Regions from separate parts of the Sus scrofa genome. Here region 1 is linked to region 2. Evidence: chromatin contacts called from public HiChIP or PLAC-seq data. All regions are on one chromosome and are shown on one strand. The core of a region is the stretch at or near the end of the contact, and the rest is flanking DNA. Distances in the headings are between cores, read along the strand shown. Region 1 overlaps HERC1 (probable E3 ubiquitin-protein ligase HERC1). Region 2 has its middle 61 kb from the start of HERC1.

What was found. HiChIP or PLAC-seq counts read pairs in DNA pulled down with a chosen protein or histone mark.
Region 1: an H3K27ac HiChIP or PLAC-seq map of skeletal muscle shows a contact between it and region 2. The contact joins two enhancer-like sites. A contact is called at or near these places in 4 of 47 Hi-C or Micro-C datasets (embryonic fibroblasts, heart right ventricle and skeletal muscle) and 1 of 2 datasets of contacts at active chromatin or transcription factors (skeletal muscle).

What each region holds. Positions count from the first base shown.
Region 1 is chr1:108,304,678-108,309,098 of Sscrofa11.1, reverse strand. It overlaps HERC1 (probable E3 ubiquitin-protein ligase HERC1), which reads right to left. Exons shown (of 78, transcript XM_021094078.1): 25 at 879-930. Among named protein-coding and RNA genes, the nearest start is that of HERC1, 100 kb to the right of the region's middle. Within about 2 kb of position 1,663, at least 2 of the 83 cell types and tissues checked have an H3K27ac peak or open chromatin away from gene starts, as enhancers often do. A contact at or near this core is called in skeletal muscle, where this site is marked.
Region 2 is chr1:108,143,665-108,147,620 of Sscrofa11.1, reverse strand. No RefSeq gene overlaps it. Among named protein-coding and RNA genes, the nearest start is that of HERC1, 61 kb to the left of the region's middle. Within about 2 kb of position 1,875, at least 3 of the 83 cell types and tissues checked have an H3K27ac peak or open chromatin away from gene starts, as enhancers often do. A contact at or near this core is called in skeletal muscle, where this site is marked.

The sequences.
Region 1 (4,421 bases), core at 414-2,913, 160 kb before region 2:
CGCAGTGGTTAACGAATCTGACTAGGAACCATGAGGTTGCGGGTTCGATCCCTGCCCTTGCTCAGTGGGTTAACGATCCGGCGTTGCCGTGAGCTGTGGTGTAGGTTGCAGACGAGGTTCGGATCCAGTGTTGCTGTGGCTCTGGCGTAGGCTGGTGGCTACAGCTCCGATTCGACCCCTAGCGTGGGAACCTCCATATGCTGCGAGAGAGGCCCAAGAAAATGGCAAAAAGACAAAAAAAAAAAATAAAAGTGCCAATTAATAGAGAACAATATTTGGAGAGTTTTTAGTTACCTTGGAGTTGTATTATCTAAAAGTGCTGTTCTTTCCATCTACTTGTACATATAAACGAGGTAACTATATTATTCCTTAAGATACAGCTTTTAACAAATGAGCTTAACACTTGATGACACTCTAAAATTGTTCCTCATGGGAAAAGTTTTTTAAAGAAATCATTTGCTCATCTTTCACATTCTCTAACTTGAGAGGCAAGGAGGAAAAAACTAGAAACTTTCAGTTTGAAAGTAGAATGTGTGTATGATAGGCAAATGGGATAAATAGTTCTCCCTGTAACACCTTTTAAACTATAGCTACTCTACCAGTGAGCTAAAACATGGCAAATTATGTCCATAACCCCCCACAATGTAAAGTACTGCTTCTGGAGTTCTACAGGACTTTTAAAAAGTCAAAACACACAACAAATGAGAAACAAAACTGATTAACTCCTAGACAGTCCCAGACTTTTTAAGGGTATATATTTTAAAGAAAATGATCTTCCTTTTAACTTTTCTGATAAAATGTTTCAATGACAGATCTAAATACATCAGACATAAAAAGAGCTACTTAATTTCATCAGATATTTAATAGTTAATGCTTACCTCTCTTTCTATGAGATGATGCCAAATCCAAATCAACGTTTCGTCTTCCACTCTAAGTTAAAAATAAATAATAAAATTGTGAAAATTATTTTACAATTAAGAGTTAACTGAATATTGGAATAAAAAATAAACTATATAATTATAGCAATGCGCTATTTATTCACCAGTCATGCCAGGCTAAGAACAAAAAATCTCTAAAAACCCAGTGAAAACAGCTGTAAGAGAGCCCAGGCACAAGACTCTAAGATACTAAAATATAAAGCCAATTAACACTGTAAAACAGTAGAAGTTTTTCTTTGTTGTCACCTTTTCTTCTTTGGAATCTTTGTCTTTTATATTCCAAACACAGTATGATTTTGGCAGCACCTGCAGCATACAAAAGTTCCCAGGCCAGGGACTGAGCATGTGCCACAGCAGTAACCAGAGCTACAGCAGTGACAATGCCAGATCCTTAAGCCACTGAGTCACCAGGGAGTTCATGATCTCTTATTAATATCCTCTGTAGCCAAGTCCTAGATGCCTAAAGCAGCTATAGCAAAGTCCCATTTTCCAAAATAACTACTTGATCTATCCTCACTTTCCATTCTTTTCAACTCTCATTAGCCTTGGCTAAGTATACAGAAGAAGAGAATCTGATACATAGTTCTAAGCCTTCTGGTAGTATTTTAAAATATTTTAAAACGCTTTTAAATAACAGAAGAAATCTCAAACTGGTGAAACTGCAGACAGCTTAATAAAGAGTGAAGGCTTTTAGGAAGAATGGGAGTATATTTCTGTGTGTGTGTGTGTGTGTGTGTGTGTGTGTGTGTGTGTGTGTGTGGTGGGGAGGCACTGTTGAGAACTATCTACTCTCTCATATGTACACCCAGCCATAAACAAACCATGTGACTTAAATTTATGTATAGACTTGACATTATGGTCTTGGCAATTTCAACTGTATTCTATCACATAATAAAAAAGTTTGTGGCAAAGAAGAATGCGTGCAGAAGTAATAAAACAGATCAGTTCAGGAAATCTTTTCCTGCTAACACATACAGACATATGCATGCACACTGTGGATAAATACATTTTGTCTAACACACACGCACGCACGCGCGCGCGCTCGCACACCAGAAATAAGTATGTCCTCAGGCCATTTGATAGACCAAATACCAAAGAGTTGTCACAATAGCTATAAAGATATTACCATTTCATGTATATAACATTTTTATTACACAGGACCTTTTATCTCATGCCTCAGAACGAGAAACATCTAAGTTTCTCCTGAAAACCTGGTTTAGTCTTACCTTTTAGACACTAAATCGTATTAACTCATGCTTTTTCCTATTTGGTGGCCAATCTGTAATACACCACCACAGGATATGTGCAGAGGTGTGGAAATCTTACTCAGGGCTTTATTTTCCTCTCTCAGCTTCTTTTAGACATAATTTATTCACCTAATTTATACTTTTATAAACAGTATTTATTCATGGATGTTAAATCAAATTCTTCATGAAATAGGAGAGTAGGGAAATGTGGGGGATAAATTGGGAGAGCACAGTAAGAAATGCTGATAAAGGAGTTCCTGTCGTGGCGCAGCAGAACTAAATTCGACTAGGATCCATGAGGTTTCGGGTTCAATCCCTGACCTTGCTCAGTGGGTTAAGGATCCGGTGTTGCCGTGAGCTGTGGTGTAGGTTGCAGGATGCGGCTCAGATCTGGTGTTGCTGCAGCTTTGGTGTAGGCCAACAGCTACAGCTCTAATTAGACCCCTAGCCTGGGAACCTCCATATGCCGCGGGTACGGCCCTAAAAAGACAAAGACAAAAGACAGAAAAAAAAAAAGAAAAAAGAAAAAGAAATACTGATGAGAGTGACAACTGTCAATCAGGGTTTAACTGTGTAAATGTTCATTTAGGTTTCTCTGTTTACTAAGACAGAGAATTAAATAGGATATCACATAAAACTCTTTTTTTTTTTTTTTCCCCTTTCCGGCCTCCCCGAAGCACATGGGAATTCCCAAGCCAGGGATCAGACTGGAGCCACAGCTGGGACCTAAACCACAGCTGCAACAAGGCTGGATCCTAACCTATCATGCGGGGCCAGGGATTGAACCTACATCCCAGTGCTCCCAAGACACCACTGATCCCCTTGCACCACAGCAGGAACTCCGATCACATAATACTCTTTATGAAACACAAATTTAGCACTGAACTGATTAACTTCAGTTATTTTAAGAAAACATTTACTAACAATTCAGAGTAAATGAAGTACTAATAGATATCAAAGATAGGAATGGTAATCCTAAATAACCTCAGACAGAAGGGTAACATAGTTCAACTGGAAAAACCCTAAGTACACCCCCACTACTTGCTCCTCTTTGTCTATACCAGGCTCTCTGAAGCTGAAGGTTCAGCCCAGGCTGCCTCATTTACAAGAGAATCTGTTCTCTCTTGTTCTTGGTTTTTTCACCTTTTATGACACTATCATTCTAAATATTCCATAAGGAAAGATGATCAAGAGTCCATCTTTTTCAAAAATGTGTTTATTAATCTTTTTAGAATTCTGTAGAAACTAGACTTGGCAGTTAAATCTAGTTTCAAGCCACCTCCATTTATCTGTCTTCTCATTATGTTTTTAAAACATAACTTTCAACATGTTTTAAAAACCCACCTGAGCAAGTGTAACAGGTAGTTATTCCCCATTGCAAAGATAAGAAGCTGGGGCTCAGAAAGGTTAAGTGTCTTGCCCAAGGGCAAAATCAATAGAACCTACTGTGGAACAAAGAGTGCATATCTGGAAAAGAAAACAAACTGTAATTTTAAATAGAGTGGTCAGGGTAGGCATCACTGAAAAAGTAACATCAGAATGAAGAGCAGAAGTGAGGGAATTTGCCTGCAGACAACAGTATTCCAATCAGAAGAAACAGCCATGTAAAGGCCCTGTGGGGAAGTTATGTGGTGAAGAGGTCAGTGTAGCAGAAGAGTCTACCAAGAAAAAGAGCAGCAGCAGAGGAGATCAGAGAGGAGCGAGGCCAGGATACCTCAAGTCTTAAAAACCCCTGTAGGGACTTAGGCTTCTACTCTGAGGAAAAAGTCATTGGAGGTTTTGAGGAGAGAAGTGACATGTTCTATTACAAAATTACCACAAGGCTGGGGAGACTAGATAATGAGAATGATCAACTTTGAAAAATTAAATGGACAGAGGAATCTCAGTAGACTACAAGACTAGGAATGTGAATTGGGAGCACAGAGATATGAATGGGAACGAATAATAAAAGGCAAAAGAACAAAAAAAATAAATGAAACTTGAAGATACTGTTCACCTATCCTTAGAGGGGGAATCTGTCACGCTTACAAGTTTGTTTTAAAACAACAGCATTATGTTTATGTAGCAATCCATGCTCCTCAAAAATATAAGGTAAAGCAACAGCCAAAATGAAAACCCAGCTATGAACTCCATGTCCAAAGCTATTCAAATAGAAGGAATCTTTTAGACAGTTTTCATTCCGTAATTTATTTTACTCATTACATTATAGCATACCTTACTTCCTACTTGAGAGTTA
Region 2 (3,956 bases), core at 626-3,125:
GCACTTGCCTGTCCCACAGGAATTGATGATCAGGACCTCAGGTCTCTTTCTCCCCACTGTGTGGTAGAGCGCACTTGGGCTTGGCAGCCAGAGAGAAGCGGATGTGAGCTCAAACTCTCCTGTGAGTTTATGGTCTTAGAGAAGTCATTCACCTCTCTGAGCCTTAGTTTTCCTCATTGGTGAAACAGGGACAACAGCTCTTTTTCAGGATTGTTATGAAAACATAATATACGCAAATCACCTGGCACATGGTTGACACAAAACAAGCGGGACCACTATCACTGATACTTCTCTAATCCAAACGGCCCCTGGCACGGACAGGTAGGAAGAGAGCTGGTTTTGTGTTTGGTGATGGTCATGTGAGGGCACTTGGTTCCTGGTGGAACCAAGCTGTGTGGAAAGCAGACGATGCCCCGGGTCTGGCACTGAGGCGCCCTAACTAACCCGGCTTGTGGAGAGTGCAGGCCCCACCCACGGCGCGGAGACGCCCAGGAAGCGTGGCCTCTTAGTAATAAGAAGCGTGGCCCCTCCATGCGATGCCCCCCTGCCAACCACACACACACAATCACCAGAGTGGTTTGGTTGTTAAGGGCAGATATACTGCAAAGAATCTCTAGCCTTCTTTCCCTTTTGCTCCACTTTCCTCATTTATGTATTTGTTCTTATTCTTTTAGTATGATGTCAATAAGAAGCATGGTTGTTGCAGCAACAGCCACATTCTGGGCGTGTACAGGGCACTGACCATATCAGCTCACATGCATTCATTTATTTAATCCTCACAACAGCGCACAGAACACAACGTTATCCCCGTTTTTACAAGAGGGAAAAGTGAGGCTCCTGCTAAAAGTCACTGCACCAAGAAGCTGCCAGAACAGGGCTTCAGCTCTAGAGTCCTGGCTTGACTTCAAATCCAGTAGCTCCACATCTGAGGTAGTGCCTCCTGCCTAGGTTTGAAGCTTCTTTCCAGGGAGGAGGGCTACAGGTGGGCAGGGCCTGCAGATTTTGGAGGCCGCAGCAGACCTCTCTCCTGGATAGGTGTGGGTACATCTGTGAGTGGGGAGCCCCGTATGAACCCCAGAGAATCTGCTCATGAGAACAACCCTGAAAGCGCAGAGGGCATCCAAGGAGCAGCAGGAGGTGAAGAGCGCCATTGGGAAAGTAGAAGAGAATGAGGGAGACATTTGGTCCCTCCCAATATCTTCCTTTCTGCTAAGACGAGGAACAAGACAAAGATGTCCACATACACCATTATTATTCAACACAGTTTTGGAAGTCCTAGCCACGGCAATCAGAGAAGAAAAAGAAATAAAAGGAATCCAAATTGGAAAAGAAGAAGTAAAACTATCTGTGTTGTAGATGACATGATACAATACCTAGAAAATCCTAAAGACACTGCCAACATCTGTTCCCCTTCTCTTGACAAGGACCTCAGTTCCCCCTACCAGTTTTGGAGGAAGCTGATTCTGCCTCAATCTCTGAGATCCTGGGTCTCAGGCCTGAATAAATCCTCTAATCCCTCCGGGTCCCCATGATTGGTCCATGGATGAGCACATGGATCAGAAAGATACATGTTGAGGTTCCTTGGGATCTTCAGAAAGAAGCTGCCCCAGCTTTCTGAGAAAGATTCCTTGGATGGCCTTTCTATCTGGTGGTTCCACCTCAGGCCTCTGTTTTTAAAAACTCAGCTATAGGAACGTTAGGGCGCCACCTCACCCTGGAGACCCCTGGCTGAGGTGGTGAGAACCCAATTGAGACCAGACTAGTGGGGTAACAGACACTACAGCCGCTCCCTTGAATCCCAGCCCAGAACAGTCAGCCAGGTGCCCAGGCCAGGGCACTGGGTATTTTCAGCCTCCAGCAGCATCAGCAGTCGTATGGTATTTCATGTGACCCCAGCACCAGGCCAGTGACATGGCCATGGGAGCCAGCCTTGTGCCCTTGCCTGGCCTGGGCCCCATCTCCCTTTCTGCTGGACTCCAGAGCCAGACAGAGGTAGAGGCCTGTGGGATGGGCTCCTGGCCAAGGGCATCAGAAACGGGGGCAAGAGGGATCGGCAACTTTAGCCGCCACCAGAGTGCCCCAGAATGGGCTCTGGTCCCCTCGGCAGCTTTCCCTTCAGTGCATTCTCTCTGTAGGATCCTGAGCAGTCCTTCTTTCTGGGTGCCATATCGGGGGTAGGGTGACCAATCACCCCCTCTGTCCTGGACGCTTCTGGTTTTAGCACTGAAAGTCTGGAGTCCCATGAAACCCTCAGTCCCGGGTGAGCTGAGACCATTGCTGGCCATCTCCTACCTCCTCCAGCTGCGACTCCTCTTTGAAGATGCAGAAACTGAGGCCCAGGAGAGGCAGGTCCTTTGCCCAGGTTCACGAGGCTAGAAGGTGAGGGGCAGGCACGGGAACCAGAGTCTGTCTAACTCCTCCTGCCTCTTCTGCAGGGCAGGCTGCTTCCGGCCCCACACAGGTGACTCTAATGGCCCTGACTGCCCTCTGCCTGCAGATTCCCCGCACCTCGCCTGTCTCTCGCCCAGCTCTCCGGGTTGCTCTTCTAGAGCAGAACATCAGAATCACCTGGAGGCCTTGTTGGAGCAGTTGGTTAGGACCCATGCCCAGAGTTGCTGATTCAGCAAGTCTGGGGGAGGAGCTTGAGAATCCGCACTTCTAACAATGTCCCAGGAGATGCTGATGCTTCTGGACGGAGACACCCTTTGAGAGTCACTGATGTCAATCACAGCTCTGATAAAGTCTCACAAAACTTCTGGACCTCCCTGTGGCTCACTGAATAGAGACCCAGACTCAAGCCTCTCTGTGACCCAGCCCCCACCTCCCCCACGGCTCCCCTCCCCACCAGGTCCCCAGCCTGCCAGGCTACCCACATCCTCAGGAGATGCTCTGCTCTCATGCCTCTGTGTCTTCACTCAAGCTTTTCCCGGCCTGGACTCCACAGTCCCTTCCACATACATCAATCCCCTTCTCTGTTAAGCCCGCCTCAAAGGCCACCTCCTCTAGGTCTCCTGCCATCAGTCAGAATCCCTCCCTCAGCTCACAGCTTAGCCACTATTTCATCCTGCCCTGTCCTTGTCACCAGCCTTTGGATTATTTGAAGACACAGACCATCTTGTTCATCTTTGTCTACATATTTGTTAAATGGATGTGACCCCAGGAGATACAACCAGGACAACAGATGGATCTTCCGGAAGGCTTGAACTCCACCTGAGAAAGAACTTGTAATGACGTGAACAGTTTGATGCCAGTTCCTGAGGGTCCTTGCCACCTCGGGGCATCTTCCGTGGGGCTGGATGAGCATCTATAAAGTCGCTGAAGTCCCCAGTTAGGCAGGTACTGACCACTGTCCTTCCTTCCCCAGCCTCTTTCTCCCCAGGAGAACCTGATCCCCACCAAGCCTACTGGCCTGCAGTGCAGACCCATGGGGCCCCATGAGGCTGGCTGGCCCCCACCAGAGGTGAGTGATGGTTGACAAGCAGGAGTTTTTGTCAGTGGCCTTCACTGTCTGAATACGAGAAGTAACTGAGGCCCCCTGCTCCAGGCTAGCCTACCTCCCACCTCTGATGACCATGTCCTCAGAAGAACCAGCCCCTCCTTGATGTGCCCACACTCTCTTCCCTCGCCTCATCCACATCTGTGCTTCCAGCCTCGTGGGCTACAGGAAGCGGCTTATCTATGAGCTAGCTGAATGTCTACAATGTCAGGTTTGTCCCCAGCCTGGGCTCCCCGGAACAGTGCCTAGCTCCACAACTGACATGTGTAAATGCTCAGAAGGTGTGTTTGCTTTCCATGCCCTACCAGGCACACACGAGCGGGCAAATGCCCCCTTGTCCTTCTTCATGTGCTCTTGGAAAAGAACCTGTGAAGCCCATTCCAGTCAAGAAGCCGTGACTGAGGCTTCCTGCCCCTGCTGTCCCTGGGGGAAAAGTTACTGTTTAAAATCAGACAAGCTT